Regions from separate parts of the Drosophila melanogaster genome. Here region 2 is linked to region 1. The links are chromatin contacts, called in public Hi-C maps. All regions are on one chromosome and are shown on one strand. The core of a region is the stretch at or near the end of the contact, and the rest is flanking DNA. Distances in the headings are between cores, read along the strand shown. Region 1 holds the start of Hmt4-20 (Histone methyltransferase 4-20). Region 2 holds the start of CG14629.

The links. A called contact is a pair of places that touch in the nucleus more often than the background predicts.
Region 2: a contact with region 1 is called in a Hi-C map of the Kc167 cell line, with 3 times the contacts expected there. The contact joins the promoter of CG14629 here to the promoter of Hmt4-20 in region 1. A contact is called at or near these places in 5 of 107 Hi-C or Micro-C datasets (the Kc167 cell line, the PNm cell line, the S2 cell line and 1 more) and 1 of 6 datasets of contacts at active chromatin or transcription factors (the Kc167 cell line).

The regions. Positions count from the first base shown.
Region 1 is chrX:653,162-659,436 of dm6, reverse strand. It overlaps Hmt4-20 (Histone methyltransferase 4-20), which reads left to right and starts at 3,404. Exons shown (of 3, transcript NM_130497.4): 1 at 3,404-4,057; 2 at 5,341-6,067; 3 at 6,199-6,275. The coding sequence starts at 5,354. SkpA (SKP1-related A) reads right to left here and starts at 3,323. Exons shown (of 2, transcript NM_166858.3): 1 at 2,653-3,323; 2 at 1,538-2,338. The coding sequence starts at 2,327. The coding sequence ends at 1,839.
Region 2 is chrX:1,047,623-1,053,897 of dm6, reverse strand. CG14629 reads right to left here and starts at 2,373. Exons shown (of 1, transcript NM_130525.4): 1 at 1,267-2,373. The coding sequence starts at 2,358. The coding sequence ends at 1,399. The region is part of intron 1 of lncRNA:CR44779 (long non-coding RNA:CR44779); the gene reads right to left.

The DNA.
Region 1 (6,275 bases), core at 2,155-4,654:
ATTCCGTGTGCCCCTGTTCAATTGGGAAATGTTTCTCTTTTTTTCCCAGTGTATTTCTGCCTCCGATCTTTCCTCTTCCTTGCACTTCCCCATCTCAGCTTTGTTTTCCCACTTTTTTGTGCAACCTTTTTTCGCTCCTTTGTTACATTTGATTGTCGCAAACGAAGTGGAAAAGCAAATGTTGCACAAACACACGCAGCAAGGGGATAGGGTGGGTGGGGGGGGGGTGAGTCGGTGGGTCCAAGGAAATGCACACTAATTACTCCTTGGCACTGCCAAGTTGGCTGGGGGAGTGGAAGGTCCTTTCTTCTTTTCCGCTCCTCTGCTCAGGCCGCTTTACAATTTTTTGGCTCCGCCGTGCTTTCTTTTCTTTTCTTTGCGTTGCCTGCCTTTCACCTCAGTCTTTGACTCAAGAACACAGCCCCCTTTCTCCCCGTGGTAATTGAAATGGAGAGCCCCCTGGCCCCAAGACGAGGACAATAGCCACGCCCCTTGACGCGCTGAGCTACCATAACTCACGAGGCAATTGGCGCTGCCCTGAGCTTCGATAAAACTTCAATTGGCGCTTGTTTGCAATAAACAGATGAGTTAGCTTGCTTAGTATGCAAATGAATTAATATCAGTTACCTTTTGTAAGAAGACCCTTAATACGTGCGGCACTATCCTATCCTTTCTTTTTTCCACTTTTGGCTAAGGCCAGCGATCAATTCCAAAGAAAGTTTGGCACGGGCATCTAGCCAAGCCTAGTGCACACTTAAAGCAATTGTCCCCGAATATATTTTCCGCTCTCAAAGCTTCAAGTAAAGGTCCTTTGGCTACTTTGTTCAGCATTGGCAAGCGAGACAACAAGGAAAACTTCAGGGAAAAAAGTGCAAAAACATCATACTGTTTATATATCAGCGGACACCTAAAAATTTGTATTTCAAATCATTTTTAGCTCAACCCAGTCTAAGCCAGAATGGAATGCGCACAAGATAATTATCTTTCGAAGTATTCATAATTTCAAAAGCAAACAAAGACAAGGTTAATATGAAAATTATAAATATCCCCCCGTTCTTCGATTCTTACAAAATTACTGCTTTCTTCTAAAATCCTAAAACCATGCTGTACCCCAGACGATATAAAAAAAAGATATATAAAGCGTCACAAATCTAATTTCCACACCCGTCGTAGCTTTTTAAAAGCAACATGAAAAGCTTTTTAAGGGCTGCTAAACGCTCCGCATATGAGAACATGCGTTGGCGCGCATTTCAATTGCACACTAAGTGGCAAAGTGGCAGCTACAGTATTACTCGCTATTCGCCGAAAGCGTGATCTTATGAATGTAGTTTCTATAGATAAGATAATCTAAGATATATATGTACCTTCTTGGGAACACGTAAAATTTTACCGACTGGACCATAAATGGCATGCGTATCCATTTCAAACGCTTGCAAACGTTTCTAAACACAAGATAACGAATAAAGAGCACTTCTTAATTTGAGAAGTCCTTGGACCCTAACCCCTCCGGGAAGCCCACAAAATAGGCTGTGTCTTTGTGTTGGGTAGTTATATTTATTAAAGTGAAATCAAGTGTTACTCCAATAGGTTAAAGAGAGTGTTACAATCTCGCATATGTATGTATATGAGATATATTTACGACAAAAAATGAACCCCGCGAATCAAATCAGCAACAGATCATTTATACACAATTTAAATCGAGTCTCTGCTGGGGTTAAAAATAAAAAAAAATGTAAATGAAAGTAGCAACTAAGTAAAGTTGCAATGCTGCAAATCCAATTCGTTCCCGAATCCCCTAGCTGTTTCAACTTAATGTTGGTCCCGCGAAATGCCGCGCTTTACTTCTCCTCGCACCACTCGTTCTCCTTGCGCACCTGCTCCTCCTCGGCGGGCGAAAAGTCCTTCTTAATGTTGAAGGTCTTGCGTATTTCCTCGGGAGTCTTTCCCTTAATCATGTTTGCAACAGTCTTGCAGGTGAGCTCCAGAAGGCCCTTAATGTCCAGATAGTTCGCTGCCAATATCAGCTCAAACAGTGTGCCCTGGTCGACTTTTAGGAAATCTGCATCCCATGAGATAATGTCGTCTGTGCGCTTCTCCTTGCTCTCATCATCCTCCGTTGGCTGGGGGTCGTCCTTGTGGTAGTGAGCCCAGGTAAGCACCTTGCGAAGAATCGTCGAATTCACATTGGGCAACGGCACAATGGCATTCTCATCGTCCTCCATGCCGCAGTCCTCCAGCATGGTCTTGATAGTGCCGGAGCACTTGGCGATCTGGATATCCGTGTCAAAGATCTCCTCATCCGAAGATTGCAACTTGATGCTGGGCATTTTGGGCTTTCCTGCAGTTAAGTTCAGTATAAAACATTAGGTTCTAGTTGAGAAATGTGTGGCAGTGCAATCAGTGTGTTTTTTAACAGTGTGTGGATCCCAATAGTCATTTCAATGCGTTTGCTTCGCATGCACCAAGTCGTCAATTATTGATAACAGATGTAAGCATATAAGCATGCGTGTAAATGAATATAAGCAACTAGGATGCAAACAATCATTTGTGAATTTTGTATGTTCATATCCCTGCAGTTTGCAGAGTCGCTCTCTTTAAAATTCAAACCGACTAAAATGAGGTCATATCAGATCAAAATTTGTATCGTATTACTCTTGCAGGTTATGCCTGTGTGGAAATCACCGTTGTTTTCGTACAAAGATAACAAACGATTGTGCACTTTCGATGTTTCTTTCGTGATGATTCAACGATGAAATGGTGATGAAGGGATAAGTAGAATCGAAACATAGAGAACGGCACTTTCCAGAAATGCTCACCCACACATCCACTCACCCCCACACAAGCCGACTCTACCACAGATGGATGCGTGCGTATGTTCGTTTTTCTTGTGGTTGCGAAAGCGTTCTTGCTTGCTATTTGTAGGCTTTTTATTTGTTTTCCGACTAACCTTACGATGATGCCTTTAAACGTACTGACACTATTTCCACGCAGGCTCCAACTGAGATATAAATCAACACACCAAATTCACAATACTCACGTAAAAAACGAAACGGCTATAGTGACCAGATGGCGAAACTCTAAAAACACCTCTAAACGTCTTTATCGAAGGCACGAACAACAACTAGCCACAATGAAAGAAAACTGGCGGGAACCAGGTGGACCTGGTAATGGTAACTTGCAGCACAGATTGGTGGCGAAGTCGAAAGCAGAATACGCATTGATAAATCTGAACACTTTCACACCGAATTGCACAGTAAACGGAAATTAATTTCTCTGAAAACAAATTACACCGATACTTTCAAATGGCGAATAGAGAATGGTGAGCGTCTCCGCTAACTGCGGTGGCAGTTTTAATCGTAGCAATCGATGGCATTCAATTATCGATACATATCGCACTGACTTCAGTGGTCGAAGCATCAACGTCTTTTTACATCACTAATCCGAGTATCGCGGAAAAAAAGCAGCCGCATTTTGTAAACTAAGTCCGAATTAGAGCTGATACAAGTCCCGACTTATTCGTCAAGAGGAGCGGCGGTAGCAAATAGCAACAGCGACACTTGGTGCAAAGAACGCAGAGGAGAAAGAAGTGAAAAAAGCATACATACATACGCACGTACACACGTCTCGCTAGTAGAGGGAATATATGTATATGCATACGGCTGGGTTTACGTGTGCTTGTGTGTGCTACAGCCGCTTCTAGGCGTGAAAGAGCGAGGGATACATTCTCTTCCCATACTCGCGACTTTTGGAGCGTCTCGCGAGCGAAAGAGAAAGCACGAGCCATGGACGGCGGTTGGAAGTTTTTGTGGAACAAAGGCGTCAAGAACTAAAATGATTTGGGACTGCAAGCGCGATTTATTTTGGGTACGCAGCCAAAGCCAAGCCATCCAAAACGGAGTCCAGCTCCAATCCAGTGTGTCGCCGTTTGTATATGTGAGTCTCGACGAAAAGCCGTGGAAAGAGACGGACACACGCACAGAGAAGCAGCAGACAAAGCATCGTTTTGCGAGATTGAGCGAGAGGCACAATATCGCCTTAGTTAATAAATTCATTTAAGGTAAATGCAGACAACAAATCGAAAAAGTGCAAAAAAAAAATCGGAACAGCATGAAGTGCATAAACACAGCAGACTGTGCGTGCATGTGTGTGTGAGTGTGTGTAACAGGCGCCGCCATTTTTCGTTACCATGCAACCAGCCAGCGTCTAGGGTTGGCAACCGCTTCGAAATGCTGTTAACAACAAAAAAAATTGGCGAACTCAAATTACAAAGCTACATCCACCCAGCGAAATTTATTGTAAACACCCGTTTTTCGGTTACCCCGCACACAAGTGTACTTAATTTGCAAGCCTTTGCGCACTTGGCAACCCTTCATCTTCCATTCTCACTGCGCATATGCCTCCCTCTCTCTCTCACCTGCGTTATGTGGTATGCGTTTGTAAACAGCTGAGAGAGCAATTTGCAAACGACATTCGTTTCCATTCAGAACAAATCGACCAACAAACAAATATTCAATTCCAGCGATGTTTCCCAGCACCACCCACTTGTGTTTATGATAGTTTATGCCCAGAAAGGTATTTCAGTTGTTGCACAGACTCAAGAAAATACAAGATTTGCAATTACTGTCTGCTGCGCATGCAAATCGATAAGACATTTTTGTTATGCTCGCCTTTTGTTCACCAGCATATAAATATATACGCGTACCCATTCATTTTAAATATTTTCGGCAGTAAGTGTGTGTATTCCAGGATTACCGAAGTGCCTTTTGTTTTTTGTGGATCAATACTTTTTTTTACATGTGCTTTCAAGTTAATTGATTTTTGTTAAACGTGTGTGTGCATGGGCTAAAAGGGCTTGGAATAAGTGCGAGCGAGAGGGATGGCTGTCGACGACATCAGTTACAAGCCCCCTCTTTCTCGGTCTCTCTCTCTCTCTTTCAAACGCGAAGCCGTAGGAATAAAAACTAAATTAGGGCCATTTTCAACGGAGCGAATATATTGGCAAAATGCCGGAACATATGGTTTGCGGATTGAGGATTATTGCAAGTCATCCAATCCTGTGAGAGAGTGTGTATGTATGGGTGCAGGACGTTTGCCTTTGTCCTAGTCTTGTCCTGAAAGCTTATGTCCATCTCGCTCTTTGTCGTGTTCGCAGACAACAGCGGCGTTGCCAGATGTAATAAAAGAGCTTATACCTGTCAGTGATTCAAATTCCAAAACAGCTGACAATTGCCGGGTTGATTGGGTTTGGTGGAATTGGTATATCTAAGATCGTATTAGTATTTGAGTGAAAAAGTGTGCACATCGTTTTGAATATACTTGTAATGCTGTTCATCCTTGCAGACTGTCGTGCAGAATGGTCGTCGGCTCTAACCACACGCGGCGCGGTGAAACTGGCAGCAGATTTACAAACAGCAGCAGCTCCAGCAGCACAAGCGGTGGCCCCACCGCTTCGGCCAGTAGCACCACCAGCGTAACGTCTTCACTAGCCACCAATTCCACGTCGACATCGACGGCTGCGGCTCTGTTGTCGTCCATGTCCCACAAGAGCCATGGCCCTCCGCCATCCGCACCTCCATCTGCACACCACCAGACGAACCAGCAGCACCACCAGGTGGCCCACAGCCAGCCACATGCCACCCATTACCAACAGACAAACCAGCACCCTAGCCACCATCACCAGTCCCATCAGTCTTCGAACGGCAGTGGCGGAGGATCTGCTGGATCGGGATCTGGATCTGGATCGGTGGTTAGTGGACTCAATGGTTGCAACGGCAGCGCCGTCAGCCGCCTATCGCAATCCACTGGGATGTCGCCGCGGGAACTGTCCGAGAACGATGACCTGGCCACATCGCTGATCCTCGATCCGCATCTTGGATTTCAGACCCACAAGATGAACATACGCTTTCGGCCTCTTAAGGTGGACACGCAACAACTGAAAGCGATCGTGGACGACTTTATCCACACGCAGAACTACGATATAGCCATCCAGCGCATATACGAGGGGCCGTGGATACCGCGTCATCTCAAGAACAAGAACAAGATTGCCACCAAGCGGCTCCACGATCATGTAAGCCGAAACTTCCCGTTTTAACAATTTTTATTTATTTTAAAGCATGGTTACTCGCCTCTGTGGTGCATGGTACAATTTCAATTGCAATTCATATTAATCGAAATCCCCATCTGCCCAATGTCTTCCAGATCGTCCGATACCTGCGCGTCTTTGACAAGGATAGCGGCTTTGCAATCGAGGCCTGCTACAGATACACACTGGAAGA
Region 2 (6,275 bases), core at 1,124-3,623, 400 kb before region 1:
CAAAAGGTACCCTCCAATATATAGCATCCAATATTGTCGAGCTATATCTATTTATCGGCTTGAATTACTTCCAGTACTGCGAAAGAATATCCCAAAGAGGGATTACTGGACAGAGCCAAATAAGAGCCCGTCTATTTCATTTCACGCTTCGTCTACCTTTAAAATGGCCTCCAGGAGACGCACGGACGGACGCCAAGGCTAAGTCCTTGCCTTCGGGTTTACACCGCCAAGGATGACAAACCCCCAGTTGCAGTCGCCTGTGAAATGATGACAGTTACGGTTTCACTTTTTGCTGTCCGACTAAGACTGCCGGAAATCGCAATAGCAGAGAAATGCCCCATTCACGGATGGCAGGGTATGCATGCAGCTAAGTAAACTTAATTTTCCTCCGAAACTCAGCAACTTGCTGGACGGATTCATTATTTTGTCACCCATCTTGAGGTCAACGTTTATCTTTATCTACAATTGAAGAAGCAATAAGATTTTGCTCAGTTGAGAAACTCAAGCTGCTCAATCAAAAAGCTAAGTATGTAGGTTTTGTATTGGTTTTCATGGCATCCGATGATGACCAGGGTTTCCAAAGGCTGCAGCAAGTGAAGAAACTTATGAAATAAGACGGAATTCGTCGCAAATCAATTTGCTTATCGCGCTGCCACGCTCGAAACTGAGTCCAGCCAGCCATTGCCAGCTAAGCCCCATTTCTCCTACTTTCTCCCAATATCTTCCCTTCCCCTCCGGCCATCCAGCCAGCAATCCCTTTGTCTTTGTCTTTGTCTCTGGCGATAAGAGACGCGTTCGAGTGACCCTTCTTCAACCAGCGCAGCTTTAGCTTCTGCTCCGGATTCGGATTCGGATTGTGTTGCTCTCTACAAGTATATTCCACTGTTTCGGTTGCTACAGCTATAGCTTCTGTAGCTGCTGCCGTCCGATAAGCGCAATATGGTGCGACTGCACTGAGAGAAATGAATGCCTGCCAGACGCTGAATATGGAATTTGGAATGTGTGCGAAAATGTGATGATAACGATCAGTGACACGGCTTTAAAGGTTCTTATTATGACGTTGCCTGGCCGTAAATTCAAATTCAAATTCAAATTCTGCTACTAAAGTCAATCAAATTATTGACAGTGGACCTGGGATGACCCCAGTTGCCGTTCATATTTCAGGCTTGTGTTTATGCAGCTTAACACTTTGGGCCCCGCTTCCTTAACCCTCATTCCACAGCCGCCTGCCTTTCCAGATGCCCGGAGTTGAAAAGGGAATCCGTTAAGCGGCTTACGCCGGGCAGCAGTCCGTCCGTCCGTCCGGTGCACAGACTCCGTTCCCGACTTTGCAAAGTTTATTAAACATAATTATAAAATATCAACCAAAAAAAAAAGAGAGAGAGAGAGCGGGGAATGTTAGGCCAGTCGGGCGAGGAAAGTGGCCATTAGCAGGCTCGCAGAGGTCCAGGTGAGATGAAGGGATACGGATGAGCCGGACTGGGATCCACTGGTCAAGGGCAGGGCTCTGCGGTGCTGCAGCTTGACCCTGTCGATGTGGGGCTGGCAGGAGGACTCCTTCCTCACGTATCGAAACATGGACTCCACGATATTGCTGGGAGTGATCGTATCGCACTTCTCCAGCAGACTGACGGTGCACGTCTCGAATGCGTAGAGGTCGACGCACTGCTTCGGACCCAAGACCAGCTGGGGCAGATCCCACTCCGGGCTAATCGACTTGGGCAGATATCCGGCGAAGGAAGAGTTCAGGCAATTGGCGATGCCTTCGCGACTCTGCTGCAGGCACTCCGGGCCCTCTTCGGCGATAAAGAGCGCAATCTGGTCTCCGTTCTTGTAGCATATGAACTCCAGCAGCTTGTCCGCAATCCTCTGCAGCACCGCGTTGTGGGTCTTCTCATCGGTGGTCAGGCAGGGCAGGATCGCGTCGTTGAAGTTCTTCAGACAGGTCTTGGCCTGCGGCAATCGGAGGCAATACTTCTCGAAGACCACGTCCAGGTCGCCCTTGGGACTCGCCTCCTCGATCTCCGCCTGGATCTCCGTCATATTGGCCAATCCGGAGAGGCATTCTGCGAGGTGAATGCCCGCATCCTCGATGGACTTGCTCAGGGCAGAGGCGTTAACAGATCCTTTCGGCAAATGGTCATTGGCCTTCTCGCACTTCGACTGCAGCCACTTTTGGAAGTCGGCCAAGGTCACATTGGTGTTTTGCAGGCCTTGGGGCAGATAGTTTGACCTTAGCTGGTCCACATCCACGTTCTCCAGCAGCGACGGATCCAGGGAACCAGCCAAATCCACAGATCCAAGCACGGCGTGAACCGCGAAGGCCAGTAAAAGCGGACAAAGCGACCAGCTCGACATTCTCGCACTAACTGGCTGCAAAGTGCTGAGAGTCGGAGCTCGCAGCCGCGGTTTCTTATCTCCACGATGTGGGGTGGTGTAGTGTGCTGCGCCGCTGGGGCGACGGAGGGGTCAATGTCTGAGATTAGGGCGCCCCACAAAGCCAATCGCCCGCCTTATTCGTGTATCGGTAATCAGTCGGGTGTTTACTCATAACCATCGACACAGTACGAGTATGCCGTCCGTATGAAAAACCAATGTGGCAGGAAACTGAGAATGTGAAATCTGTATCGGTATCGGAACTATACACAAACTAGAGCATCACAGCAAGCACACATTTTAGTAGGGTGCTACCCAAACGAACGAAATAAAGTTCTTTTGATTTAGTCCAATGTGTAACATTACACACTTAAGTTGCAATGGACCAAACACAGTTAAGTTGCAATGGACCAATCACCCAATAAAAGTCTCGGCGCTGTCTGGCCCAAAACGGCTTAAGTTGCGATTATAGCTCGATTTTATTGATTACGTTTGATGTGCGCCCCTAAGATGATAAACCTGTCTGCAGTTCAAATAGGGCCATTGATAATAAGTTGAAACTAAGGCAAATCGTAATTGGTTTCGCTGTTATCAAGGGATTAATTTCGGGCACTATACATTAAGACTTTCCCGCTTCGAAAGAGCGTGAGATCGAGTAAGTAATCGAGGCATTCGAGCTGATAGCAATTTAAAAGTCGTTGGTGCGCGATAAGCCGTATCGTCTTTCTTATCTTGATCGCATGGGATTATCGTTGAATCATGTTCAGTAAGCCTAATTAGATGATTATATATATAGAATCTTAACATTTAGCAGCTGCTAGCGAATATCTTGGCTATCTATTGCTACTAAAATCACTCGAAAATGCTCATTAATACATTTTCTACACGGATCAAGCTTCATTCAAAAGTCTTCCTCTGCAGCCACCATGCCACCCACTATGCGGGGTAGAAATATAACAACACTTGCAGCAGCACGACCATCCAAAGAACACCGACAGCAACTAAAAACGGGAGCAGCGAGCAAGAAAGTAACAATTTATCTTCGTTTGTTGCGGAAGTTGCAAGCGCAATAAACAACATCGGAAAGGGGCGGCTGGCGGGAGGGGCGTGGCTTGGCGAGGCGAGCATAGGGTGCCTGGCACAGCGAATTTTCGGTTAAAAATTATACCGAAAATTGCAGCTAGCGGAGCTAAAGCCAAAGCGGCAAAAAACGGGGGAATTCAGTGCAAATTGAAATGAAGCGCGTGGCAGGGATTCCTAAAAAATGAGCACAATTAATTGCTGCTCACTGTTTCGCTTGTGGGCGTGGCCAGGGGCAGCACTTAGTCGGCGGCAGGCAGTGGGCGGCAAGGGGCGTCGCACAATTAGTTGGCTGCAATGTGCTAGCATTTCTGCATTTGTCCAAGGTAGCAACAAATGCTGCCAACGTGCAGACGGATATTCCTCTGCTGATTCGGGATAATTAATCTATCAATTTCGTACTAATTAAACATTTGGGCCTACATTTTATGAAGTCCGATGGACGGAATTGTTGTCATTGCCAGTGAATCAATTTGGGGAATTAAATTCTCCGCAAAACTAATGAAGGGAAAAAATCCCTTCATTTTAAATAAATGACACATGAAATCAGGCCATTCGGAGGCACACTTGTGGCATTTTCCGTCCGTCGGTCGCCAGTTATAGATGCATAGATGGGGCTGCACAAGTGGGTGGCAGGATGCAGCGGATGTTTGGCGACCGCCTAATTGCAACTGCCAATAGGGGGATGGGTCAAACGGAGGGGCAAGGAGCAGGCGGATGCCATTTGCCAATTGCTTTGCCATCGCTTCCGTTTCCGCTTTGTCGTTCGCTCATGTGTGTGCGATGCGATGGCCAATGATAATTAGCTTGAGGATGGTAATACAGATATTTGTTGCTGGCAGCAGGAGCCTAAGCATTCGAAGGTTTCTTTTGCAATGCAATGACGTCAAAATCATGCAGAAATGTGCTTAATTTAATTTAAATTCTTTCGCTCTGACTGACGTCTGAACAACGACTAATGACTCAATTCGTAATCAATGCGAATGTACAAGCTGAAGCTGATAGGTTGTCCAAGTTGCCTAGCTATAAATGGAATTACTACCCAGTTTCGAGATAGAACAGTCATGGGAATTCCGTTTTTCAGCGCCCAGAAGCAGAATTAAATCGAATTCAAACCGCAAACACAAATGAGAAATGCGAATGTTCAGTTTATCGAGTCACAACTTTGGGGCTTGAAAAAGGGTCTATTTGGGGTGCAGAACCCACTGTTCATGCCCCACTCACCACGATTTGAAAAGTGCTCCATGGGAGACGAGCAACAGAAGAGTGGCGAAAGAAATGCAATAAATAAAACAAACCGCAAACAAACTTTTGTTAGTCGCAGCATCCGAAAAGGGGCACAAAATCCATTAAAGCCTTTAAGTTCTATACGAAGGACTTGGAAATAGTACAATTTGTGGATCGATCCGCCGATACAAGGATGTGCATAATATTGGGGGAACGACTAAGATGGTTAAACTCTAATGTTTTGAATTCGAATACATATCGCGAGCTAAGTGCAATGATATGTTTCGATTCCCTTTCCTTCGCTCGAATTTTCGACGGATATTTTTAAAATAAATATGGAATGTTTGAATACTCGTTGGCCGGTCCTTACGTTTGAGTACCTCTCAAGCCCCGGAGGACGTAGGTTCTTCTTACTGAAGGATAAATCTGTTAACCCCAAGCATAAGCCAATAAACAATGGCAAAGGGAAAGAAAAGAGGGCACCCTTTTTACTCCTTTTGTGGGTAATGCGAATTGGTTGACTGGCGCTTAGATAAAGTCAAATTATTCGTGCTCTGTTTGCTCGTGTGTTTGTTTTTCCTTCATGGTGTTTGTTTGTTTGTTTGTTTGTGCGTTCGTTCGTTTGCTTTCCCTGGGTTCCTGGGTCTCTGAATTGGCAAAGAGAAACTCTTGCCTTCTGCCACGCACACCTCATCTCACCTCACTCCACTTCAGTTCACTTTTCGCCATCTCGCATCCTTTCGAGCACTCGAGGATTGACTGACAGTCGCTGTGTTATTCTTCCTGCTGCTGCTGCTGCTGATATCCTGCCGCAGGAGTTGGAAACGGCAGTGGGAAGGGCCATACACTCCCGTCGCGTGTGTCGATGATTTTTTTATCGAACTTTTCACTTTGATTCCGTTTGAATTTCCGCAGGTCTGCACAGCAGGCGCTCTGCCCGCCGCCTCCCCGATTCAGCCTTTTTCTTCTGATCACGATGCGGCATTCAATGAATTTGAGAAATATTTCCCAGCGTCTTTGACAAACAAAAGGGACGGTGCGGTGGCTTCGGTGGGACCCACACCCATGTTTGGCTAGCAAATCCAAAACCAAACGAACATTTCTATTCCTTTTCTGATACCCCTTTTACACCGGGAAGTCTGGAAGGCCCAGGCCGTAAAAGTACACAAGGAAAGTGGACGAAAGTGGACGAAAGGGCGTCGGAATCGTGATCGGGATAGAACGTTGTAACTAAGCACCTTGTGCTTAGAAAAACGGCCTAAGGCGTCTAACAATTTACAATACGACTGACCAGACGTGAAACGTCAACGCATTCGACTTTGAAATGGGCAAGGGTATCCGATAGTCGAGGCACGTTGAATCCCTGTTTTTTTCCCACACGCGGCCGCTAAATTTGCACAGCGAACGTAGTGGGCAAGTGGCAGGGAAAGTGGGCGAGGTAGTTTCAAGTGTTTGCTCATGTAAATCGAGCAGACCGTCCCGCCTCCCTGCTGCTCCTCCTCCTGGCGGGGAGTTTATTAACGTTTGGCGTGGACGCTCAGCAACATTTTCGACTCGATGACGGCAAACATTTACATTTCACATTCAGCTTG